Regions from separate parts of the Sus scrofa genome. Here regions 1, 2 and 4 are each linked to region 3. Evidence: chromatin contacts called from public HiChIP or PLAC-seq and promoter capture Hi-C data. All regions are on one chromosome and are shown on one strand. Each heading gives the region's core, a stretch centred on a gene start, on an enhancer-like site or on the middle of the called end of the contact. The rest is flanking DNA. Distances are from core to core; before and after follow the strand shown.

Evidence for each region. Promoter capture Hi-C pulls out the DNA fragments that hold promoters and counts their contacts. HiChIP or PLAC-seq counts read pairs in DNA pulled down with a chosen protein or histone mark.
Region 1: a contact with region 3 is called in an H3K27ac HiChIP or PLAC-seq map of alveolar macrophages. The contact joins the promoter of IGF2BP3 here to the promoter of NUPL2 in region 3. A contact is called at or near these places in 2 of 47 Hi-C or Micro-C datasets (embryonic fibroblasts and heart right ventricle) and 2 of 2 datasets of contacts at active chromatin or transcription factors (alveolar macrophages and skeletal muscle).
Region 2: a promoter capture Hi-C map of liver shows a contact between it and region 3, with 3 times the contacts expected there. The contact joins the promoter of DBF4 here to the promoter of NUPL2 in region 3. A contact is called at or near these places in 1 of 5 promoter capture datasets (liver), 1 of 47 Hi-C or Micro-C datasets (embryonic fibroblasts) and 1 of 2 datasets of contacts at active chromatin or transcription factors (skeletal muscle).
Region 4: a promoter capture Hi-C map of fetal liver shows a contact between it and region 3, with 5 times the contacts expected there. The contact joins the promoter of TRA2A here to the promoter of NUPL2 in region 3. A contact is called at or near these places in 1 of 5 promoter capture datasets (fetal liver) and 1 of 2 datasets of contacts at active chromatin or transcription factors (alveolar macrophages).

Annotation. Positions count from the first base shown.
Region 1 is chr9:92,269,322-92,276,129 of Sscrofa11.1, forward strand. IGF2BP3 (insulin-like growth factor 2 mRNA-binding protein 3) reads right to left here and starts at 2,943. Exons shown (of 14, transcript XR_002335867.1): 1 at 2,127-2,943; 2 at 766-826.
Region 2 is chr9:92,479,732-92,486,321 of Sscrofa11.1, forward strand. It overlaps DBF4 (DBF4 zinc finger), which reads right to left and starts at 1,584. Exons shown (of 12, transcript NM_001137637.1): 1 at 1,324-1,584; 2 at 1-134. The coding sequence starts at 1,369. It overlaps SLC25A40 (solute carrier family 25 member 40), which reads left to right and starts at 1,794. Exons shown (of 12, transcript XM_021102524.1): 1 at 1,794-2,038.
Region 3 is chr9:91,977,209-91,983,413 of Sscrofa11.1, forward strand. NUPL2 (nucleoporin-like protein 2) reads left to right here and starts at 4,505. Exons shown (of 7, transcript XM_021063448.1): 1 at 4,505-4,729; 2 at 6,135-6,205. The coding sequence starts at 4,612.
Region 4 is chr9:92,321,993-92,328,855 of Sscrofa11.1, forward strand. TRA2A (transformer 2 alpha homolog) reads right to left here and starts at 1,593. Exons shown (of 8, transcript NM_001077223.1): 1 at 1,558-1,593. The coding sequence starts at 1,593.

The DNA.
Region 1 (6,808 bases), core at 1,693-4,192, 290 kb after region 3:
GACACACTACACATGCTCTCCCAAAAGTTCAAGCCCCTTGTTTAAGTAACACCAATCTTCGGCCTTCTCCATCTTTTGGTGGTTATCTGCAAACAAAAATATTATTTAAAGGTGGGGGGAGTGGACGGCCAGGAAACAAAGGCGGGTGTGCAGAAAACTAACTCTGCAGTGACTGAAAGGCACTTCTGGGCAGAAGAAACCAGGCTTTCACTCACATGTCCCAATCCTGGCGGGTGAGCTACCAGAGTAAAGGCAAATTCCTCCCCTCTCAAAAGTTCGGACTGCCTCCCAGGCCTCTCAGCCTCGTCGCCGCCAACTGGGGACAGAGAAGCAAAGGAACGCCGCACCCGCGAGTGTCTGCAGCTGCTTTCGCCTATCCCGTACTTTCAGGTGGGGCCGGGGGTGGGAACGGTCACCCATTGCTTCCTAATTCCCACAGGTGCCCAGAAACTGCCCTTTGAGACTTTGATTTCCTGTTGCACCGGTGACCTAGTCTGCCGGAGAACACTTAGCTGAGAGACCTTCCTTGAGAGACATTTTTTTAACCAGTAATAAACCAGTGGCAGGGGCCACGGACAAGCCGTCTATTTCTTAGCAGGAGTTTCAACATACACACACACACCTGCCATTAACTTAAATGCAAGAGAAGACGAGAAACGCCAAGCCAGACAACAACCCGACAAGAGGAAAAGTTGTTCTCAGCTGTGTTGAAGCTCTCTTCCCAATGGTTGAGAACAGAATCAGAAAGAACATAATTAAGCTCACCTCTGCCTTTTGGGGACCGAGTGCTCAACTTCTATTAGTTTCCCGTGCAGTTCCACTTTACCTGCGGACACACGAGAGGTGGAAGACAGTTGGCCCGGTTTAGTTGGCTCTCTGGCCCCCAAGGACCCACATAGCCTAAGCGGCGACCTAGGTGGCCTCCTGAGCCCTGAATAGCACCGGGAACTCACTCAGCCCGTGTGGGAAGTTGACCCCTCTGGGCTGCGTGGGTGTAAGTTACTTTTGGGGTGGGAAGAGGAATCGCCTGTCCCTCTTCTTCTACAACTACTCGGGTAACATTCTTCCCCTACCCTGGCCTCCACCGCCACCTCCCCCGACACTGCAACAAAAGACAAATTCCGGCGTAGGGGCTACGTTGCCTTTCTTCAGGTGGGGGCGCCCGGGTCCTTATCGCGGGTTCAAGCCCAGGCCCTCCGGGAACGGGCAGTGAGCGGCGGGAAAGGCTCAAGGGCCGCAGGGCAGGCGCCGAAAGAGCGAACGTCCAGAGGTGCGGCTCGGCACGAACTGGGCGCGCGAGCGACTAGCGTTTCGGAGAGGAACTGAGCGCAGCCTTAGCCTCTGGGCGTCCCACCCTCGCGCGCCGCGCGGCCACGCGAAGCCCCCAGTGCTCGCCAAGGGCACCCCGCCACCCCCGGAGGCCGTGGCTCGAGGCCCCGCAGCCAGGCGCCGCAGTGTGGCTCGCTCCCTGGCGACCCTTGGCCACCGGTGCCCACCTGCCCCTCTCGCTCGTCGGACGCGGGAAGGTTCAGCAAAGAACCCGGGTCGCCCTCGCCCGCCTCCCGCAGGGTCGTAAGGAAGCTCAGCAGCGGGGTCAAGGCCACTCTGAGTTCTCTAGCTGCCGGAATCTGGGGCGGGAGAGGGGCAATGAATCCAACGCCATAAAAGAAGAGAGCAGAGAGGAAGCAAGGAACGAGAAGCAGGCGTTCGAGCTCGGCTCCCAAGGCCCGGCGTTACGGAGCCTGGAGCAAGCGCCTGGGCCCGGGCGGGGTGCGGGGCGAGTGCACCGCCCCCCCTCCCAGCCCGGCGCCGCACGGTCCCCTGCTCCCCTCGGAGCCCGCGCCCGGGCTTTCTTGACAGCGAGTCCGCCCTCAGCCCGCAAATCCCGGCGGGGGAGGGGAGCCCGGGGGCCGGGAAGGCGCAGAGGCTGGGGGAAGCGCCCGGACCCATGCGTGTGGGCTCCCGGGCCTCGTCCCCTCTCCGTACCCGCACCCACCCAAGCCTGGGCCCAGTGTGGACAACCCGGTGTTAGCCACCGGCCTGGCTCCCGGCCCCCGACCCCGGCAGGCCCGGGCGGGCGGCGCGGGGCTAGGCAGGCGCCCTGGCAGGGCCCGGCCGGGGCCCACCTGAAAACGCCTCGATGGCCTTGAGGGCCCAGCTCTCGTCCGGACAGTCCACGAACGCGTAGCCAGTCTTCACCAGGAACGGTCCCGACACTGGGATCTTGGCGTCCTTGAAGATACTTTCCAGGTCCGAGGGGACGGCGTTCTCGCTGAGGTTTCCAATATACAGTTTGTTCATTGTGAAAGAGTGGTTGTTTAAAAAAAATTAAGAGAGAAACGAAAAATTAAAACCACCCACAGAGACGGATGGATCCTGGGGGTTTTGTTCCCCTCCTCTTCTCGCCGTTAAAATACACGAACACAGTAAGAACCAAGAACAAGAACGAGGAGCGAAAAATCAGATCCGAGGGTTCCTGTTTTTCCTTTCCTAGGTATTAAAAAAAAAAAAAAAAAAAAAAAGAAGGAAAAAGCCTTGCTACAACCCAAACGCATCAACGAGTCTTCCTAACTCGGAGGAGGAGGCGGGATTAGCGAGGAAAAGGAGACGAAGAGGGGAGGGGGAAAATACTTTTTGTCTCTTCCTCCCCAGCCCCTCTGGCATCGGCCAGCGGACAGTGAAAATATCACACTACGTTAGGGCAGGCGCCGCCTCCCCATAAAAAACCCTGAAGGGTGACTGGCAGGAGAGGAGGGGAGAAAGGGGTGGAGGGAGGAAGACGCAGGAGGCGGAAAAAATCCGCTCCGAGTGTCCGGCTTTTTGAATGAGCCACGTGTTCAAACTACAAATCAACGTCTCACGTGAGGAATCCCAGCGCCTCAATTAGAGTGGGTTTCGGAGGAAAAAAAAAGAGCTACCAGGAGGAGGAAGAGGGGGAGGGGAAATGAGCTTGGGCGAGGGACCCTGAGAAGGGGGAGGAGGAAGAGGTGGGGGGGGAAATGCTAAAGGAGCCGCAGCCCGCGCGCGAAGGGGAGCGCGGCAGGGGGAGCTGATGGTTACTGCAGAGTTTAGAAAGGGTTATCTGGCTGGGGCGGATCCTGAGGCGGGGGAGGGGAAGAATATTGATTTATTTTTTGTTTTTTTAATGAGAGTGGGGGTGCTAACTAGGCAATTCCTCAGCTCTAGTTACTGGAGTTTTAAATATTCGATTTTTTTAAAACAGGTAATTAACAAAGCCAAAGAGTCACCATTCCGAACTCTCCTTGCGGCTTTGATGACAGAAGTGTAACCACGGCGAAGCCGCGAGCACCTTTCCAGGGCTGGCAGGGACGGAAACACAGCGAGGGGGTGGGGTGGGTGGGCGAGGAGAAGCGGACCGACACGCCCCACCCTATACACCGTTTACTGGGCCCGGCACCGGGGAAGTGGGGCGGCCCCGAGCCAGGGCAGTGGGGGATGGGAGCCCGCGGCGTCCTGGGCGGGTGTCTGGGCGACACCTCCTCCGCCTGAGCTCGCGGTGGCTCTCGGCTTCGCGTTTGCCATTGGTTGCACGATTCAGAAAAGGCTCCGGGATCAATGAGGCCGGGGGTGGGCTTGGCCACTGGTGGGGGAGGGGAGCTCAGGGGCTGGGGCTTCTGGTTTGGGGTTGGGGGTGTCCCGGGCTCGGAGGCCGGAGCAGAGAAGTGTGAGTGGGAAAAGGCGGTATTTAAACGGAAACTATTTCTTCCTGTAGTTTCCAGAGGAGGAGGAGGAGTGCGGTGGGCTGGTACTTTTATTTAAAGAATTTTAGTTGGAGAACTTGGGACTCTTAAAACAGAGAAGACCGCGCTGCGATTCCCCTAAGTGGTATTTGCACTTGAAAAATTCTTCGAGTCTCTTTCTGCCTATTTTCTGCCCGCATTTGGCCTTGAGAACCATTCATAATTTCCCCTGTAGGTTACGAGCACAATGGTGGGTGTATGGGGGGAGGGTCTGGGCCCGGTGGAGACTTCTGGGCCAACAAAATGAAGACTGGAGATGAGGAATACGGAAATGAGCGCTGGGGTACTTGTGGAAATCTCCAAGTGTCGTTTAAAGATTGTGTACTCCACTCTAAGGCTTCATTTACACCAGATACTTGTATATTTTTAACAGGTATTCCATAGAACAGACTGCTTATTTTTAAAAAGTGAATGAAATTCCATATAAGATGGAAATATGAACAAGAATCTCTAATGACTTAGTACTCTTACTATTAGAAAAATGCATTATGTAGGAGAAAATACTGTTTACAGTGAAATATCTTCAGTAATTATGACAATTGATAATAGTTCATTTATCTTGGTCAAACCCTTATACGGCATTTAAAAGTGTGTATTTTCCCATTTAAAGATGAGTGGCAGATTATGTTTGAAATATGTGGGAATTATTGCTTGAGAAAAAGAGCATTTACGTATTTTCTTTTAAAAGGAACTTAAAATTTTGTGTTAAGAAACCGGAAGGTGTTAGATCATCCATTTTAAATGCAACTGTTCTTTCTAACAGGTTTTTCTTTCCTGCCAAGCAAATCCAACTTTTTAAACGTAAACCCAGTTTCACAATATTTTCACTTACATTTAATTTAGTGCAATTCTTCCTTTATGAGATGGAGGGGACAAACGTCCTTGTGTAAAATGTTCAGAACTGTATTATGAGCTCTATCTTCAAAAAACATTTTAGTGGTGAAATTTAAATTTATGGTTAGGTTTAACTTTTAAGAAGAGCATAATTATTTTTATTTTTCATGTTTTTGAGAACCTTTGTTCTAAAAAATATTTTAAAATATTCTTTTTATTACTTCCCTGGTACTCAAAATGTAAATATCAAATTATGAATTTATTTTTCACTTACCTGTTGCATGTGATGAAAAGCTTTTTGGAGAAGTATGCTTTTCATTCATCTAGTAATACTTGCTTTTCTAAACATCTAAATTTTATAAACTAGTCTGTTCATTTAAATTTTAGTTATTTTTCATAGTAGCAATATATGTTCAGCTTGCTTTCAAAAATCAATGAATGGTATCTTCTGGATTGTAGACTTTTTTGCTCTTATTAAAACTGAGACCGAAGGAAATATCTACTTCTAAAACACAGGATAAAATGTTTATTTTCCATAAATACTAGTCCATGCCTGTCTCTCACTATCAAACAAATCTAACAGCTGGAATTTAAAACAAGTGTGTGCTGTTTTGATGAAGTATGTTCCTGGGGCTCTTGTGAACTTAATCTGTGTATTATTATAACACACTGGATGTTCCGTCTAGGACCTTAAAAACACAAGAGTTATATAAGCTTAGACATTAAAAAAAAGGAAAGTAAATACAGTCCACTCCACCTCGAATCTTCCAAGCATTTTAAGGATAAGGATATTGTCAATGGCTGAGTAAAAACAGCATGGGTAATTGTTTTTTACTAGCATTTCAAGTGCAAAAATATCTTTGGTGGGTTTTCAAGAATGACTATAAAGTCAATCTAACTTCCACTCTTAATGAGTCCCACACAAGAAATTAACCGTGTGTTTGGGCTACTTGAAGTTCTTGCTGAAGCAGCTGCAGCTCCTAAATGTTAACTCCACGGGGCTCCCACCCATTGTAATGTGCTCTGATGCGGCTATCTTTCCTACTGCAGCCTGTTTACTCTTTGGACAGCTGCACCTCCTCCTGATCTGCTGACCTGAAGGCAATAAAATTTTTTTCTTACGGGTCAGTGTAATATTAGAGGAGAGAAACGATGCTTAGAAGGTCGGTTACCGCTGCTGTAGCCACAGGTTATGAGCGACGGCTGAGCAAGTAGAGGAGGGGGAAGAAGGGGCATTCTTGTTTCTACCCCTAAATCCCGCCTTCCTCTGAGACCAGTCCGGAGCAGAAGTCCTTACTGCGGCGGTGGGCACGCAATACCCGTCATGTCGCCTGGGCCTTATAGGAGGAATTTTTAACATACTCATGTTCCTTCGAATAGCTCTCCTGGATTCTGATCTGTTAAACCAGATGCGTTGTTAAGTGGTAACCTGGTTTTGCCCTCTCTTCGGAATCTGCCTTGAGTTATTTTTGCTTAAAATCAAAAATGGTGCCCTAGGAGATCTTTCCTTTTTTCCCTGGCTCAGCTGGGAAAAAGAGGGCGGGATCCTTGCCGCTCACACTGAGGAAGATCCCTCGTCGGCCGCTACTCGCTTCGGAGGCCCTGGACCACCGGTCCGCCTTAGCCCTGCCCCGGGATGGGCGCCTTCTGAAATCCACCTCGAATTCTGTCTCTCCGCGTGGAGCTTCGTGGACGGGTTAGACGTGAGGGCCCGGGCGGGGGAGCCTCTTTCGTCCCCCTTGCGGCACGACCCCACCTGAGGTCGTCCTTCCCTTGCCCACCCGGGCGGACCAGGCAACGGGTACCGCGACCCTCCCGCACTTCCGGCCGGTTTCGAGTGCGCAAAGGGTTCCTCGGAGCTGGGGGATGCTCGCTATCCACAGAGAAAGACCGCAAGGAACCCTTGCTGAACCCTCTGTCTCTGCGGAGGGCGGGGCGGGGCTGTGAGACGGGTGCGCTGGGCGCGCAAACGCGGCCCCGGGGCGGGGTTTCGCGCTGCAAGGGGCCAAATCGCCGAGTCCAAGTTGAGCAACCAGCGAGGAGAGAGACACCGCCCCTGGCTGGGGCAGGGGGGGAGGGGGGTCCTCTTCTCTCATCCGATTGGTGAGCCGAGGGAGCCTATCACCGTCGGCTGCCTCTGCCGGAGCCGTTTGCTGGTTTCCATTCATTGGCCCCGAAGCCGCACTTGGATTTCCATCTTTTGTGGCGCGAAA
Region 2 (6,590 bases), core at 334-2,833, 500 kb after region 3:
CAGGGCACCAGAAGGTAAGTCAATATAAAACACTTTTCCCCAGAGTGGCTTATATTTGGATTTTTCTGGTTTGTTATCAGTTTTCAGAGATTTCAAAGATGGTCGGTTTTTCTCATTTTTAACCTGGATTCCACCTGTTGTTTAAAAAATTTAGAATCAGATGATGTTTTATGTAGATGAAATTTCTACTGTTTTGAAAATATTCGTTTATATAATAATCATACTATATAGAGGGAAAAATCTTTATAATTTCACTAATTTAGCAGTCATTAACATTTTGTAGTACCACACAGAATAAAGGCAAAATACCCTATATATTTTAACAAACACTATGTCACAAAATAATTACTGCTTACAGTCAGTAGTTAGATTTGCAGGAAATACGTGTTTATTCATGTTTTATGCGTTAAGGCAGGGAACTATATGAAACCAATTACATCTTAGGATGTAAACTCCGTGGAGTACTTACCAAATACTCAAGGAGCTTCTGCCATTCTGTTGAACACTCAAAACTGGTACTTAACATGTTGAACATCAAATAATGCAAGAAACCTGTTACCCAGAATGACCCAATCCTCTAGTTTCTATCTGCTCAAGGTTTAGTTTCAGTCAGAGTTACTGTACATATTAAGAACTAAATGGTCCATTTGAAGAACTAAATCACCATTCATTTCATTCTTTTGAAAACAAATTTGAGATCCAAACAACTGTTTAAAAAATTAAGGACTCAATCTGCTCATAAGTAGAAGACCACAGTAAATATACATATACACTATACATCTAAAAGGAAAACTTAAAGGCTGGAATCCTTTACCAAATAAAAGTGATCGAAAAATGAAAATTTACCTTTGTTTCTATTTTGAAAACAACAATGGTGTGTTTGAAATACAAATACTTTCCCTCCACTTTATGAGTAAAACCAAAAATCTACACCCACAATCACCCAATTTAATCCTGAAGCGAAAAGCCCTCAGCACATCTGCTTTTAAAGAGACTCTAGCTACAGCCTCAAACGGTCGCAGCGTCTGTGGGAGCCCCGGAGAGTTCCCGGGTTCGCACATTGTCTTCAGATTTCACAACCGAAGGCACCACTGGGAATCTGCGGTTGAAGCTGGAACGCTGAGGGCGCGAGAGCAGGGCCGGGATCCACTCACTTTCTGAGGCAAAACCTTAAACCGAGCCTTCCTTCAGGCCTCAGAGCAGAAGGAACATGTCAGAATAGGAAAGCAGCAGACTCAGCGCGAGAAATCTCAAGAATTAATAATGGAACCAGGAGGGGAGGAAAGGATTAAAGGGACTGCGGGCGGAGGAGGGGCTTCATACCCTGGAAATGTCCTCTGCTGTGGATCCTCATGGCTCCGGAGTTCATGGCAACTCGCCGGTACCTACATGCTGGGTCCGGGGAGGGTGTCGCGCCGGGTGGCCGCGGAAACACAGCTCCTCGAGGCCCGTTGACCGGCCGCTCGCTTCTCCTCTTCCGCGGGCCACCACACCCACGAAGGAGAGAGGCCGCGTCTATCCGCCGGGTTTCCGGGGCCGAACTTAACCCCAGGGCGCGGAGCAGGAAAAGGTGAAGCACAACGAGTGGGCTGCGGCGGTTGAAGATTTGAAAACGCGTCACGCGACGCGGCGCCGATACGCGCGCCCCGCCCCCTCTCACGCGGCACGCCTCGCCCCGCCTCGCGCTCGCCCCCACGTGCCCGCCCCCTCGCGTCGCGCTGGACCCCTGCGTGCCCGCCTCTTCGCGCTGCGCGCCCCACCCCTCACGCCCCGCCTCCTCCCGCCGTGCGCCCCGCCCCCACGGGCCGCGTCTCCACCCGCTCCCCTCCCCCACTGCGATGCTTTCTCAGCCTCATCTTCGCGGTTGGTTCCTGCTGCTTCTTGTCCCTATGCTTTTTTGTACAGTCCCTGTGGCTCGGAGTTGACCAAACGTAGTGAATGCAGTTAGCACCAAAGGCCGGCCCACCCTGCCCTCAGCGTCATTCCCGCCTTTTGAGGTTGCTGGGACCGCCTGCACTGCAGCCGCCTCCTCCCTCAGGTACGCTAGTTTTCCTCGACCTGTCCGGAGGGCTGGAAGCGCGGCGGCTGCGGCCGAGCCAGGACTCACCTTTAGGCCGGGCAGGTTGGCAGCGACAGACTCTGTTCGGCTCGCCCAGAGTCGCAGAGCGTAGTTTTCCCGCGGTCGCCCCGCTGGCTGGAGGCAGGCCGCAAAGGGACTCTCCCGGCAGAGAGCGGCGGCGGGTTTGGGGGGGGCGTCGGAGCGAGGGTTGGGCCTGAAGGCCCCGGCCTGGAGCGCGTCCGGGGCGCTTTGTGCCTTTTGATGCTTGTGTGCACCGCTCAGTTAACCTCTGCTGTGCACTCTGTTGTTTTCGTCTTATTGGGTAGAAGTTTATTTCAGCAATAACAGAACGAAAGGGGAATTCGAAATCTCAAGTCTACGATTTGGGGTCTGGACCAACCACCGATTAGCCTGTAAAACTTGGGTTTAATTACCTAATCCCTTTGAGACTCAGTTTTTTCATCCGGGACTTGTAGTAAAGAATAAATTTGAATGTTTTGAGAAGTAAATTAATTTTCTAAGTGGGAGAGCGCTTACACATACAAAATGAATTTTGGTGTTTCTGCTCTTAAACTTCTTAAAGAGTAAAAAGGGTTAAATCTTGTGCTGTTTTGCTTTTCTTACCTCCTGGCCTCGGTGGTCACTTATTGTTTAATGATTGATTTTTAACTCAGTAGCTCGGGGAAGTTAGTGCCGATATCACCGTTTCACAAATAGGTAGTTTAAAGCAAAGATAAGGGTAAATTGTAATACCGTTAGTCAAAATGGAGAGCACAGAGAGGTGGTCCAGGTTTGCTAAGGGAAATTAGAGTTTTGCAGTGATGGTTTTAGTTTGAGGGGCTTGAGGAGACAGGTGTGGAACTGTCTTTATTAGACGCTTGGTAATATTTGTCTATAATTCAGGGGAGATGTTCTGGAGGGAGTGATGGTGGTGGCACAGAAAGGGAATATAGATTGATTTGAGAGACATGGTACAGACCAATCACTGATTCTCAGTCATAGGGTGATATGTAAAAGGTTATCAGATCTTGGAGGAGGTATAGTTTGAACAAACATATTTCCATTAGAATTTCTTTTTGGGAAATAAAATCTGTTTTCAAAATGTAGGCTACAAAAAGAGCACAAGATTTATATGTTCACAAGAAGTTTTAAAAGATTGAGAAACACCTAATATAGAATGCAGTTAAAGTCATGGGAGAAAATGAAATTGCCCTGGAGAGCATGTGAAATAGGAGAAGTAGTGATGAGCAGAGGATGAGGAAATAGAGAAAGAGATGGAGAAAAGGCCACAGAGTTAGAACTGGGAACCAGTCTTCAAATGTCACATAGTTAAAAACATTGGGATTGACAGGCTTTACTAACTATATGGCTTTGGGTAATTTTGATCTAGATTTTAATTTGTGAAAAGAGGGTAATAAACACTTCCAGGTGTTCTGAGAATTAATTGAAACTCTTTTGAGAGCTAATTATTAGTGCAGTGCCTGATAGAGTGAGAGCTGGCAAGTGCTGTCGTTTTGTTGAACTCCTGTTATCAGCCTCTCCGTCTTCAGAGTTCCAAAAGGCTAAGACTGGAAAAATAGGGCTTGGATTCTGGTGATGAAGATGTTTTTTGGTTACTTAGTGACAGTTTCAGTAGATGGCTAAGGTAAGTACTATATAAAAATGATGGGCTTGAAGTGGAGACAGGTTGAATATATTACTAAAAAATTTGTCCCTGTAGGGAATTTATAGGAAGGGACAATAGGGTCTTGGGGAGGTTTGGGGGATATGGGAAAGATTTATACATGTTTCTGTTGAAGAAAAGAAAAACAGGGAGTCTATTTTATGTTCCAGGGAAAGATGAGGTACCTTTCTTATTTACTGTATTGAGGAAGAACAGTAACATATTGTCATCCTAGGCTTTTAGACACACCCTTGACTGCACTGTAAGTGATAATGTCAAGCTGTGAATAAGCAGAAAGTCTGTTTTTACTGGACAGTGTTAAAAAATGTCTGATCTGTAACCTAAGGACATTTAAAAAAATTATTTTTGGGAGTTGTCTTTGTGGCTCAGTGGGTTAAGAACCTGTTTAGTACCCATGAGGATGCAAGTTCCATCCCTGGCCTAGCTCAGAGGGTTAAGGATCCAGCGTTGCTGCAGACTGCCGTGTAAGTCCAGGATGTGGCTCAGATCTGGCGTGGCTGTGGTGTAGGCTGGCAGCTGCAGCTCTGGTTCAGCCCCTAGCCTGGGAAGTTCTGAATGCTGCAGGTGTGGCCCTAAAAAAAAAGAAACGGTATTGAAACTCAACGAATTTCCTGGTGGCTCAGCTAGTTAAGGATCTGGTGTTGTCACTGCTGTGGTGCTGGTTTGATCCCTACCTGGCCCTGGAACTTATGCATGCTGCAGGTGCCCCCCGCCCCCAAAAAAAGCCGGGAATGAAACTCAGATCTTTTAGTAGCCACCAGAAGAGGGACATGGTCATATATCTGTGGCCTGTTAACATAAGTCTCCTTAGTGGACTCCTTACTATCATGTAAATAATCAGGACTGTTGGTAATGAGGTTTATGTTAGTACATCTTGATAAGCTTCACATGAAAGGTATACATTCAAAAAGAAATGGGGCAGTGTTACTTGTGAAAAGTTGGGTAAAGTTCTCTCAAGCAAAGTTGCAGACCATTGAAGAGAATCATGGTCTAATTAAATAAAACATTTGGCTCTGAATCAAGAGAAAATGAATTTCATTCAGTACTGGCTCTAATCCTAGGTAATTTTATGACCTTGGGAAAATACTAACCTGCTCTACTACAATTTCCTCATCTATAAATGGAAGTAATATGTGCCCTGTCTACCCCACACCTTTTTGTGATTATCAAATGAGGCTCTAATTTGTTTTTTCAGACTACCTCATATATATACAAATATACATTTTTAATTTATTTTTATCTTATTATTTTTGCTTTTTAGGGCTGCACCTGTGGTATGTGGAGGTTCCCAAGCTAGGGGTCTAATAGGAGCTACAGCTGCCGGCCTCCACCATAGCCACAGCAATGCCAGATCCGAGCTGCATCTGGGACCTACACCACAGCTCATGGCAATGCCGGATCCTTAACCCACTGAGTGAGGCCAGGGATGGAATCTGCAACCTCATGGTTCCTAGTCAGATTTGTTTCTGCTGCACCACAACGGGAACTCCCAAATATACATTTTTATTCTAGAGTGTAGACAAATGGATTTAATCATTCTTCTGTAATACCACTTCCCTTTCTTCTTTTTCTTAAGCCTCTCTACCTGGCTGGCTGGAGGTTGCTCCTCTTTCTTTTTCATAGCAAGCCTGACTTAGATTCAACCTTTTATCTCCTTATTTGGGGCCTTCAGTAATATCCCAGTAATTTATTGATATATTATCTCCTGAAATGTGTTCTTTTGCTATTTTTATTAGTTAATTTTCATGTTTTAGAGTCTCACTACCTTGGTGAATTGGAGGGCCTAAGGTTTTTCTGAGGTTAGTTTTTAGTTTTCCAGGCTAAGCTTATGAAAGGATAGTGGCTATGGCCTTGAAGTCCATGCCTCAGGTTAGGATAGGCTGGGAAACCAAGGAACAATAAACATATTGAGTCCTGGACCACAACCTAAGTGAAGGGTGAAAAATGGAGAATAAGCTACGCAGAATTCAAAATTTGAGAGTGGCTCACTCTGAGACAGTATAATTCAGAGGCTGTTGTGGCACCTGCAGGAGCAGTTAAGCATAATGAGTTGGTCTAGAGGTTGTATTATGTTTTGAAATAGATTGCAAATTCCTTTAGGATATTACAAAATATGTATTTGGCCATGACTGTAGTCTACCTACCTATCCCACTTCTTTCTTTCCTTCTGTATTGATTGAACATCTACAGTGTGCTAGGCCCAGTGAAATTGGTTTATCCTAAGACCCCCATAGACGTCTCATTATGTAAATTAAAAATTTTTATAATATTTGTAATAATCCACATACAATAAAGTGCACCCATTTTAAGGATGCAGATTGATGACTTTTTTTTTTCTACCTTTTAGGGCCACACCCGCGGCTATTGAGGTTCCCAGGCTAGGGGTCGAATCGGAGCTATAGCTGCCAGCCTACACCACAGCCACAGCAATGCAGGATCTGAGCTATGTCTGTGACCTACACTGTAGCTCATGGCAACAGTGGATCTGTAACCCACTGAGCGAGGCCAGGGATCAAACCCACAACCTCATGGTTCCTAGTTGGATTTGTTTCTGCTGTGCCAGGATGTTAACTCCAGGTTGATGACTTCTGACAAATCAACATTTCTGTTCCTTCAGAAGGTGTTTGAATCTCCCTTCTCTCACCAATGTTAACTACTCTTCTGATTTCTAATAACATAAATAATTTTTCCTTTATTTTGACTTCATATAAATAGAATCATATAATTTATATGCTTTGTGTCTCAGTTATTTTGCATAACATAATATTTTTATGATTCATCCATGTTGCTACCTGTTTCAGTAGTCTATTCCTTTTTATTACTGAGCAGCAGCCATTGTGCAAATGT
Region 3 (6,205 bases), core at 3,255-5,754:
GCGGAACACCAGAGATGATCTTGCAATTAAGAGAACAACAACTTAAAAGAATCTCATATACATGTAGACTCTTACATCAAAACTTCAGAATAACTGCAAACCAAAAATCTACAATTGATACACAAACAAGGAATCTCTGGAGAAGAAATATATCTCATAGTAAATAAGTGCATAATCCACCATGAAGGGGGTCATTTGACATCATTCTTGGAATGCTGAAGTCTTCTTAGATCTGATTCTGATTTCCTCTCCATTAAAGAACTTATAATTAAATAATGCCACTGTACAATTAAATAATACAGTTCTACAATTGTATTATTAATAACCATTTCTCTCCATGGTACAATGTAAAGTCTATAATGTCTTGTTTATCACATCACCTAGAATGGTGTAATGAAGAATCAATGAGATGGAACAAATTGTGAGGACATATTTATATAGTTACACTGTTTTTTAACCACCTTATGCATTTTATATTTTACTTATTTTCAGAGGGTGTATTATTTTTGTTATGCTTACCAGTTGTTATTCTTTTTACTATGCTATATAAAATATTTAATGGTATATAAGGCTTTCTTTATAAATTTTAGTTGCATAATATAACAATTTAATATAATGGTAATTTTTAAAGAAAAATTGAAATGTAATAGATAAAACTAAATAGTAAAGATGAAAGCCATAAAATTGGGATAAAGTATAGAATAAATTTCCTATTTGTCTCAGCATATTTTTCCATTCCACTTCTCCATGGGAGTCACTTAATCTGTTTCTTAAGATCCATGTTATAATAATCTGTGTGAATGTAATTGTGTGTAAATGTATGTATTTTATCCTGTAAAAAAATTAAAAAAAAGAAAAGAAAAGTCAGTAGTCATAGTGAGATTGGTTACTACAAGGGGTCTGGTTACTAGTGCTCAAAATAGATATGTTGAGAATAATAGGGAGTTCCCATCATGGTGCAGAATTGAATCTGACTAGGAACCATGAGGTTGTGGGTTCAATCCTTGGCCTCGCTCAGTGGGTTAAGGATCTGGCATTGCTGTTAGCTGTGGTGTAGGTCACAGATGGAGCTCGGGTCTGATGTGGCTGTGGCCAGCAGCTGTAGCTCTGATTGGACCCCTAGCCTCCACCATGTGCTGCAGGTGTGGCCCTAAAAAGCAAAAAAAAAAAAAAAAAAAAAAAAAAAAAGGAATAATAGGAGTCAAGTTTCTCACTATGAAATAAAAACACTTAGAAATGCAGATGCAAAATAAAATGAATTCTGTGATCTTGGGTTGAAATTGCTGGTTATCAGTATGAACTCAGTAGTTTTTAATATATAGATACAGAAATATGTATTGATGTAAACATTTCTGTCTGTAGTTTTATATTCTCTAGTAATACCCAGGGTTTTGGGATTGGGTTGGGAAATAAAGTCATTACAATGGCAATGAGCAAACTTAAGAGCTTAGGTCTTGGCTTCTAAGTACCAGCAGAAAGGTGGGCTCCATTGGAAAAAAGGCTGATTGCAGGACTGGAGTAAGGTAAGTGTCAGATGAGCCTGGAGCATCTTTGGGCCAGGAAATGAAGAAGTGCTCAAAGAATCATGGAATGTGTCAATTGGGAATGATTTGAGCATCAGAATCAATGAAAGATTATAATCCAATGAATAAAGTTGGAATCCATAAAGTCTGTAATGATAGGAATAAGTAAATGAGTGAACTAAAAGTCTGGTGAGGAATGAGGTTTTTATATACTTTCAAAATCCTTATAAAATTCCTATTAATAACAAAGAGGAAAAGAGTACTTGTACAGTGGAGCAATTTGGCAGACAACACCTGAAATGATCAAAGTGAATATTATAATTAATGAGACAAATTGTGCACTACCTGATAGGTGCATTGTGAAGACCATGGCAAAGATCCGTAATCTAAATCTAATAACTAGAAAACATCAGATAAGTGTGCATTTAGGAAATTCTACAAAATAACTAGCTGTAATCTAATAGTGACAAGGAAAGACTGAGAAGATGTTCTATAATGAAGACTAAAGAAATATGAATAAGGCAATGATAATTTCAAACTGCATTTTTGTCCTTTAAAGGGTATTATTGGAACATTTAGCGAAATGTGAATAGAATCCAATGATTAGATAGTAGGATGCAGCAATATTAATGTCCTAATTCTGGTGATTATATTGTGGTTAAGTAGAAGAATGTCCTTGTTTGTAGGAAATACATTTTACTGTTGGGTGAAGAGGTATCAGGTCTGCAATATAGTTTCAAATGGTTCAGGAAAAAGTTCTTTGAACTATATGTACTTGTAACTCTTCCATAAGTTTGTTTCAAAATAAACTGATTTTAAAAAAGTAAAAAGTTGCATCAGTTATTCCCAGTGCTCCTGGAGATTCCACAGTTCTCAAAATCCAAACTAAGTATATAAGCAAGAACAATGGCTGGCCATCCTAAACCACTAGGGATGAACCTGTAATCCAACAATGTCAGATTTATTGACTCATTGCAACCAAGGAGACTGCACACTAGAGGAACTGCAGGGTGTCTCACACACAAAAGAAAATGTAGTTGTAGGATTTGTGGGAAAGGTGGAGTTTAAGTAAAATCTAAATGAAACAGTTTTGATAGAGCAGTGTAAAAAGGCATCAACATCACATCTGGAGTGAGAAATGGAGGTACGGTCATGTTTCCTTGGTAACCACAGATTTAAGAGAACATGAAATGTTCTTTTCAGGAACCCCTTATCTGCAGCTCTGCACCTGGTTAGAAATCAAAGCTGCTTCTCCGTGTCAAAGTGCCTTGGGTCCTCCAGGCAAGAGTGGGTATTTCATTCCTACTGATAAAATTTCAAATAGCTACATTTATGTGGACTTTGTTTTATTTTATTGGCGTTGACTTACAATGCTGTATTAGTTTCAGGTGTACAGCAAAGTGAATCCGTTATACATATACCTATACCTATTCTTTTTCCCATATAGGTTGTTATAAACTATTGAGATTTCCCTGTACTATACAGTAGGTTCCTGTTAATCATGTTTTATTCAGTAGTGTGAATATGTTATTCACACCTTCCCAATTCCTCCCTCCCCTCAATGGTTTCACCTATGATAATTATAAGACTGATTTTGAAATCTGTGAGTTTGTTTCTGTTTCATAAATAATTGTTTTAAATGGCCACACCCACAGCATGTGGAAGTTTCCAGGCCAGGGATCAAACCCAAGCCATAGCAGAGACCTACACTACTGCAGTGACAACACCAGATCCTTAACCTGCTGTGCCACAAGGGAACTCATATAATTTCCTTTGTATCATTCTTATTAGATTCCACATGTAAGTGATATCATATTGGGAGTGCCTGTTGTGGCTCAGTGGTAACAAACCAACTAATATACATGAGAACCTGAGTTCGATCCCTGACCCCACTCAGTGGGCTAAGGATCCAGCATTGGTGTAAGCCATGGTGTGGGTCGCAGACATGGCTTGGATCCTGCGTTGCTGTGGCTGTGGCACAGGCCAGTGGCTATAGCTCCAATTCAACCCCTGGGAAGTTCCATATGCTGAGGTTGTGGCCCTAAAAAAAAATAATAATAATAATAATAATAATAATAAAATATCATTATATTTGCCTTTGATGCACTTTCCTGTGAATTTTAGCTCCATCCATGATGCTGCAAACGGCATTATTTCATTCTTTTTTATGGCTGAGTAGCATCCCATTGTGTAAATACGCCACATCTATACCCAATCATCTGTCCATGGACACTTGGGTTGCTTCCACGTCTTCGCTATTGTAAATAGTGCTGTGATGGACACTGGGGTGCATGTATGTTTTTGAATTATGGTTTTCTCCAGATATATGCCCAGGAGTAGAATTATGTGGATTTTTTTATTTATATGTGGACTTTAAAGAACAAGGTTTCTCTGTATGTAGTAAGATAAGAATGTAGTACTTATCTGAAGATGGGGGTTATTATGATACTTTTTATTTACAGTTTGTCCTTAAAATCTTCCCTGGGAATTCCCTGGTGGTCTAGTGTGGTTAGGGCTCAGCGCTTTCACCATTTTCACCCATGTGGTCCAGGTTCAAGCCCTGGCCTGGGAACTGGCTCTAAAAAACCCAAAACTATTTCCTGTTAACCCTCACAACTGGCTTTATCTAACACTGTTGTCCATCCTGATGAATGACTGGGCAGATCTTTGCTCTCACCGGTTACAAATGAAAATTACGACTAGGTCTCTCAAACCACAGCCACAGCTAATCCTTCTCTCAGGGCCGTGCTGGAGTTCTGGGTTTGCCTGACTAGCTTTCCTCTCATTTTGGACCTCAAGCTTCCCTTGAAGGCCGAGGTCCTTTGCCAGGGTCTCTTACCCGCTTTTCCTCCACAGCTGATTCAAACATCCCGCCCTCCCAGGCCATCCTTGTTGCATAGGGGCGGACCTTCTCTTCTCAAACCCTATTGGGTATAATCCGCTCCTCTCACCGCACAAGCGAGCCAGGGCCTTTCCCAGGCGCGAAAAAATTACGTCACAGTAGCGGTTCCGGGTCCTCCCGTAGCTTTAGGTTCTCTGCTGGCAGAGGGTAAGGAAGGAAGGCCTCTCCGTCTGAGACGCCCTTGCCATGACCATTTGTCAGTTTTTCCTTCAAGGCCGGTGCCGCTTTGGAGACCGGTGCTGGAACGAACACCCCCGCGCCGGGGGTGCGGGCGGAGGACGGCAGCAGCAGCAGCAGCCCCCAGGTGACGTTCTCATCAAGCCTTCGCCGCTAGTTGATCTGGGCAGAGCTTGGCGTGAGTCCGGCTAGAGAGGTGCGAGCGGCCGCCGTGGGGCCCTCCGCCGGGCACAGCGCCACGGCGTACCAGTAGGGTGACGCGGACGTGCCTGCGTCGTCCCCTCGCCCGCCCCGCCCACCGACATTTTTAGCCATTTATTAGTATCTCGGTAGACTTGTTGGGCAGGTGAAGGCAGGTGCTTGCTTCGTCGTGGGTACTAATGCAAAACAATGAATTTTTTAAGTCGGAATTACGTGTCAAAACTACCTTGTCTTTTGGTGGCAGTGGTTCGGAGAATTGGCGTAGTTCGAGGCAGACTCTTCCTTGCTTTACTGTACTCCTGGGTACTTGTTTTTTTTCCCGTTGACGCCTTGAGCATAACTTTCTCTAAACTTTTTTTTTTTTTTTAATAGGGAGGGGCTAGCAACTGGGGTCATAGTCAGGACTCTCAATTTGGGGAAAGTCGTAAACTCCTTTGAAAAATCTAATAAAAACTACAGAGCCATAAGCCTCAGATAAATGCAAATGATGATAAAATTGGGGGTAAAATTGGGAGAATGGGATGCCCAATTAAGAACTCCGGGCTAGGAGTTCCTGCTGTGGCTCAGCGGGTTAAGAATCTGACTAGTATCGGTGAGGATGCGGGTTGGATTTTTGACCCGGATCAGTGGGTTAGGGATCCCTCATTGATGCAGGTTGCGCCATAGGTGGCGGGATGTGGCTGGGATCTGGCGTTGCTGTCTTTGTGGAGTAGGCCCGCAGCTGCAGGTCTGATTCAGCCCCTAGCCTGGGAACTTCTATATGCCAAAGGTGAGACTGTGGGGGAAAAGAAAGAAAAAAAAAAAAACTAAAAGGAAAAAAAAATTGTTTGTTTATGTCAGGAGTGCCCTTGTGGTGCAGCGGGTCAGAGATACGATATTGTTACTAGTGTGGTGCAGGGTCAATCCCTGGCCCTGGAACTCCCACATGCCTCGCTCTGCAGTCAAAAAAAATAAATAAATAAACAAAATAAACAAACAAACAAAACCACAAAGCTGTTCATTTTCAATTTATATAATTAAGTGTAATATCAACAAATTACGTAATGGTCCAGTCAACAATATTGAGAAGACTAAATCCATAGAAAAATAATGATGTATTTCTAAATTCAGCTAAGTTTGTTTGTTCTTGACCATGCCTCAGCATGTGGAAGTTCTTGTGCTAGGAATTGAACCTGCTGCACCATAGGAAACTTTTTATAATTTAAAGTGGAAATGTAGTGCCTGTTAAATCTTTGCATAATGTCTGCACATAATAAGACAAAATATAATAGAGTTTTGAGATTTAAAAGAGGAGTTGCTAGTAAAATTTTTGATTTTGTTGTTTATTTCAGGTAGTAACAGACGTGGATGGAATACCACTAACCAGAGATACTCCAATGTTATCCAGCCATCCAGTTTCTCC
Region 4 (6,863 bases), core at 343-2,842, 340 kb after region 3:
ACGTGATTTTTAAAAAGTTTTGTTGGGATAATCAATACCACCCATTCTAAAAAATTCAGTAAGCTCAACTATTCCTTTCTATCTATGACCCAGAAATATGACCTAGAGAAACCCAATCTTAAAGGCATTAAAGATAACTTTTTTTGGTTTCCAATCTCAAAAAGAACAAAAGCCTAAATCGACCCTCTGATTTAACTGTCTGGTTCCAGATGCTTATCTTATGAGTTTCTAAAAAAAGACAAAACTCATTCCATCCACACACCTTAAGTGTTTTTTGTTTTCTTTCTTTCTTTTTGCGTTTCCCCTAGTAACCAGAATACCAACACAAGAGCAGAAAAATGCTGCCTGAGGACTTTCTTTTCCGAGTCTTACACTAATTCACTTCCATCAATTTTCACTAAGAAAGTTACTTCGGAAATTTAACCCAATCATCGCTAAATGTTCAGTACATTTAAGCTGAAGATAACCTATCTTTGTGATGTTTATATTTACCGACCCAAAATAATGAAAAACTTTGATCCCTCTTTGCTGGAGGATGGGCTGAGAAGGGAAATGGGAGAGGGTCTGTACTTTGAAGGTATCCTTTTGAGCTGAGAGGATAGCATACACTATTGCAAAAATACTGAGCCATGAAATTTGTTCGGTTATGTAAGATTAAGACAAAAGATTCCCTCTTTTGCTTTTTACCGTCAAAACCTGTCAAGTAGTGGTCAGTGTTTAGACGAAAGGTCATAGGAAGAAAAAGCATTTGAAGTTGAGATATAGAGAAAGAAGAAAAAACCCAACATCAAGGAATCAGAAAAGGCATTATAGCATTTTCACATTCATTGTGCAGTGAAAGGAAAGCAGAAGGGACATTAAGGGAAAAAGGGCTCCTTGCGTAGTTTTCCCCTCACAGCTCTCGTCTTAAGAACGCTTAAGGGTCGGTGCGGTCGTTGACTAACCACTTCATTAGGCTCGTCCCACCTTCAACCTCAAGGCTTTCGCCTTTATAGACGCAACGCCGCCGGTTCCAACAGAGACGCGGCCGCTCACTGCAATAGAGAGCCAAGGAGACACAGGCCCCAGCTAGTCCCACGCCAGCTTCTCCCCGCCCGGACAGCAGCCCCGCGCACTTTCGATCCCGAGACCCTCTACGATGCTCGGGGTCGCCAGCAATGCCACCGCAGGAAGCACCTACCACTATCCGGTCGGAGGGGAACTCCCTGCCGTCTCCTCCCGCCCCACCGCGACGGGGACCCACATCTCGGAACAGAGATAAGGAAGCCTCGGGGTGGGGAAATGGGAGAACGCACCGCGGGGGGAAATCGGACACAGGAGTCCAGGTTATCAGTCAGTCTCCAAAAAGCGGGGTAAGGGGGTTAGCCGTGGTGTTTGGGGCAAGAGTGGAACCCAGAAGCCATCTTGGGATGTGAGGAAGCGACCGCGATGGCTCCAGAGGCTGCTCCCCGCGGGCCCCCACAAGGCTCCCCGCAACCACGCCCGACCGCGCTTGTCCCCGTGAAACCCCGAGCATCGGGCCGCCGCCGAAGACGGCTCCCGCGGCTTTGTACTCACTCTGCCCTCGAAGTTGTTCTCCTCTACATCACTCATGTCGGCCAGGCGCTCCCCAGAACTAAGTAAGAGACAAGTCTCGGCTTGAGGGCCGATGGACTAATCAACCCGCTGACTCGACTGTGGGGAGGAGGAAAGAGTCGGCAACAGCCGTCGCTCGACTCCACTCCCACTCGGTCGCAGGCTCCGGCAAAATGGCGCCCGCGCCGCCAGAAACCTTCTGGCTTCCCCGGTGCGCGACGTGAGGGGGCGGGGCTTCTCTGTGACGTCAAGAGGCCCCGCCCCCAGAGAGGCTTTACGGAGGACCCGCCTAGCAATACCGCCCCTGGAGCCCCGACCCTTAGCGCGTTGGACCAGAGGACCCCCCCAGACATCTAAACTTCAGACTCCTTTCTAACGCATCAGTACTTTTGAAGATTTTGAAGTCACCAGATGAACTTTTTTTGACCTTGTCGCATTTATATATTTTCCAAGAGAATTCTGATGGATCAGAAAATAGGGGAGTTCCCATCATAGCGCAGTGGAAACGAATCCGACTAGGAAGCATGAGGTTGCGGGTTTGATCCGTGGACTTGCTTAGCGGGTCAAGGATCCGGAGTTGCGGTGAGCCGTGGTGTTTGTCGCAGATGCCGCTCGGATTTGGCCGTGGCTGTGGCGTAGGCCTGAGGGTTACAGCTCGGATTAGATCCCTAGCCTGGGAACCTCCGTATGCCGAGGGTCTGGCCCTAGAAAGATAAGAAGACCAAAAAAAAAAAAAAAAAGAAATCGTCTGCATAATGAGTAGGCTTTTATTTGGGATCTTTTCAACACTCTTTTCTTCACCATTTGCCCTATATAATTCCATTACAGTGATACATGCATAAATTGGATTATAATGAAAAGTCACAGTTCTTTACCTCTCTGCTCCCTGCCTTCCTGAGAAAACTGTCAATTTTATTTTTTTAAATATTGCTTAGTTATCTACTACTATTTTTTGACTTATATATTTCCTTATATCGGCATAGCTAAGACCTCTGTCAGATCTAACCACTTGGTTCCCAATCATGGTAATTTCTGAAGTGACTTTGAGCTTTATTCATATCTTGCAATTTTAAAATGTTTCCTCTTAAAAATCTTTTTCCCATATATATTTTTATATATTTTTTAACATGTGGTATATGGAAGTTCCCAGGCCAGGGGTGGAATTGGAGCTGCTGCTGAGGTTACTCCACAGCAACAGCAACATCAGCAGCTGCTACCTAGACAGAATCCTTAACCCACCGAGTGAAGCCAGGGACCAAACTCACATCTGCACAGAGACAATGTGGGATCCTTAATCCACTGAGCCACATTAAGTACTCCCTTTTTCCCATAGTATTTTGTTTTGTTCACCCATGCATTTGAAAATTCCTGGGTCAGGAATGGAACCTCCGACAGCAGTGAGCTGAGCCATTGCAGTGACAGCCAGTGATCATTAATCCTCTAGGCCTCAAGGAAACTACCGTCATAACACTTTGGGATGAAAAAGTTGATGTGAACCTTCAACCACAGTTCTATGTTAGGAAAGGTAATTGAACATTTTCATGAAGATCACTGCCATTGGGCAAGATTTCTAGATTTGACTGTGTCTGCTATTAATAGAGCTAAACATTTATAACATCCACCTTTTAAAAAGATGATGAAATTTATAATGAGGGAATCAGGTAGATACTATTTGAACCTCCCAATAAATCTTAGCACCATTAAATGAGATAATCATACATGATATACTTGATGTGATATAATCAGAACTACACAGCACCTTCTGTAAGTATTCGTAATTCCTCCAAACTGAATATCACTCAGATATAATTAAGCATTAGAATATCAGATCTATACTCAGATCTAATTAAGCATTAGATCAAACAACAGTTTACAGGAAATGTAGGGAATAGAAAAATAAGTTTAGGAGTTTCCGTTGGAGCTCAAGAGTAACAAAACCAACTAGTATCCAGAAGGACTTGAGTTTGCTCTCTGACCTTGCTCAACAGGTTAAGGATTCCGAATTGCTGTGTGCTCTGGTGTGGGTGGCAGACGGATCCACATTGTGGTGGCTGTGGTGTAGGCTGGCGGCTGCTGTTCTAGCCTGGGCATTTCCATATGCCAGGGGTGAAGCCCTAAAAAAAAAAAAAAAAAAAAAAAAAGTTTTTTAAAAAACCCCACCAAAACACCAATAATGAATCAGTTTTCATAGGACAAGTAACCTAATTTCCCCCAACAAATTAAATAAATTTAACAACAAGAATGTAAGGGGAAAGTGGGCTATCAAAGACTAAAGAGTCGTAAGAAACATAATATGTACCTCATAGTCTTGATTCAAACCAACTGTTTTAAGACAGCAAAATTTGCATTAAGTCTGGGAATTTGATGATATTCAGGAATTAATATTATTTCGTGTGATAATGTGCTGGCTATAATTAAAGAGAAAAATCTTTACCATGAAATGACATATCTAGAATTTAAATTATTCCAAAAGAAAACTCAAATAAATATTGTGAATATGGGGAAGATATAAGTGTTAAAATTGGGTAATCAGTACATAACTATCCATAATGGAAGCAAAAGGGTTATCCTCTTAACTCTTTTGTGTGTTTGAAATTTTCCATGATAGCTTTTAAAAAAATATATTGCAAGAAACTACTTTTCTTGTGTTATATTAAACTCATATGGAAAGCACTTTCAGAAGAAGAAAAGTAAACTTTTTTACAGTTTTAAAATAAATATAATCTCAGAGACAGTATTTTAAAGGATTATTATTTGAATGGACAAGTTCTGTTTTTATCTACTCATTTTGAAATAATTTCGATCTCATAAAAAAAAAAGTTGTAAAAGTAGCACACAGAGTTCTCTTCAGGGAGAGCCCTGGTCGTCTTGTGAGTGGTTAGGTCTCAGTGGTTTTGCCAATGCGGACTGAGTTCAGTCCCTGGTCTGGGAACTGAGATCGCATATCAAGTCTCTGCACACTGTGGCCAAAAGAAAAAAAAAAAAAAAAAAAAAAAGGTAATTCTTTTCACTAAGCTTCTCCAAGTGTTAAAGTCTTACTTAACCATGGGTATTATCATCAAGATGGGAAATTGACATACTATTAACTAATCTGCAGACTTTGTTCAAATTTCATCAATCATCCCTCTAATAACCCTTCCTGGGCTAGGATCTAGTCCAGGATTACACATTGCATTTAATTGTCATCTGCCTTTAATCTGGATAATTTCTCAGTCTTTGTCTTTCATCTTCAGTCATTGTCTTTTATGACCTTGAATATTTCGAATACTGGCTAGATGTTTTGTAGATATACCTCAGATTGGTCTGATGTTTTTTTCTCCTGATTAAAGTTATGCATACTGGCAAGGATCACAGAAGTGATGTTGCATTCATCTTAACGCATGGTATATGAAGAAGGTACGTGATGTCAATATGTCTCATTACTAGTGATGTTAACCTCAATCACTTTCTATCAAGTAGCATTTGGTGGATTTCTCCACTGTAAAATTCTCTCTCTCTGTAATGAAAAAGACTGTCTTGTGGGGAGATTTGTTTTTGTTTTTGAGACTCTGTAAATATCCTGCTTCTCATAATATTTTCTTGCCAACAAGTATTGATACTATTTGTCAAATAGTTTTCTGTTTCCACCGTTCACTCAACGTTTATTTTTATTTATTTATTTTTGCGTGTGTGTCTTTTTTTTTTTTTTGTCTTTTTCTGGGGCTGCACCTGTGGCACATGAAGGTTCCCAGACTAGGGGTCCAATTGGAGCTGTAGCCACCAGCCTACACCACAGCCACAGCACCACCAGATCCAAGCTGCGTCTGCAACCTACACCACAGCTCACGGAATGCCGGATCCTTAACGCACTGAGTGAGGCCAGAGGTCCAACCCAACCTCATGGTTCCTAGTCAGATTTGTTAACCACTGAACCACAGCGGGAACTCCTACTCAACATTATTGATTGGAATTCTCCTTTAAGGAAAAGCTTTCTTTCCCCTCCCATTATTCATTCATTCAATTTATTTATTCAATTATTTATTTTTATCAGTATGGGCTCATGGATATTTGTTTTATCTATGTGTTGTAATCCACTGCTATCATGTGCTGTTCAAATTGCCCCAGATGTGTCACATAAAGAATTTGTTTAAAGAGTTCCCTTCGTGGCTCAGTGGTTAATGAATCCAACTAGGAACTATGAGGTTGAGGGTTTGATCCCTGGCCTCGATCAGTGGGTTAAGGATCCGGGGTTGCTGCGAGCTATGGTGTAGGTTGCAGACATGGCTGGGATTCCGAGTTGCTATGGCTCTGGCATAAGCCGGCAGCTACAGCTCTGATTCCACCCCTAGCCTGGGAACCTCCATATGCCGTGGGTGGGACCCTAGAAAAGACAAAAAGACAAAAAAAAAAAAAAAAGAATCTCTTTAAGTGATCTATGTGTGAGTTAGTTCAAATTTTTTTTTGTTTAAACATATATATCTTTTGGAGTTCCCATCGTTGCTCAGTGGTTAATGAATCCGACTAGGATCCATGAGGACACAGGTTCTATCCCTGGCCTCGCTCAGTGGGTTAAGGATCCGGCACTGCCGTGAGCTATGGTGTAGGTCGTAGATGTGGCTTGTATCTGGCGTTGCTGTGGCTGTGGTATAAGCCGGCAGCTGCAGCTCTGATTAGACCTCTAGCCTGGAAACCTCCATATGCTGTGTGTGCGGCCCCAGAAAAGACAAAAAAAAAAAAAAAAAAAAAACCCAAAAAAAGCAAAATAAACCCATGTATATCTTTCCTTTGTATTGTCTGCTTATGTTTCTTTTTCATTTTTCTATTGGCTTTTTCCCTCAATTTTTTTTTCTTTTGTCTTTTTAGGGCTGCACCCTTGGCGTATGGAAATTCCCAGGCTAGGGGTTGATTTGGAGCAGCAACTGCAGGCCTACACCACAGCCATGGCAATGCCAGATCCTTAACCCACTGTGTCCTCATGAATACTAATTAGTGGTTAATGAAGTAGTCAGATTTCTTAACCTCTGAGCCATGATGGGAACTCCCTCATGTTTTTTGTTTGTTTTTTTGTTTTTTTGTCTTTTTAGGGCTGAATCCAAGGGATATGGAGGTTCCCAGGCTAGGGCTCAAATCAGAGCTGCAGCTGCTGGCCTACGCCACCATCACAGCAACAACAGATCTGAGCCAGGAGTCTTTGACCTACATTCACAGCTCACGGCAATGTCAGATCCTTAACCCACTCAACAAGGCCAGGGATCAAACCTGTGTCCTCATGGATACTAATCAGATTCATTTCCCCTGAGCCACGATGG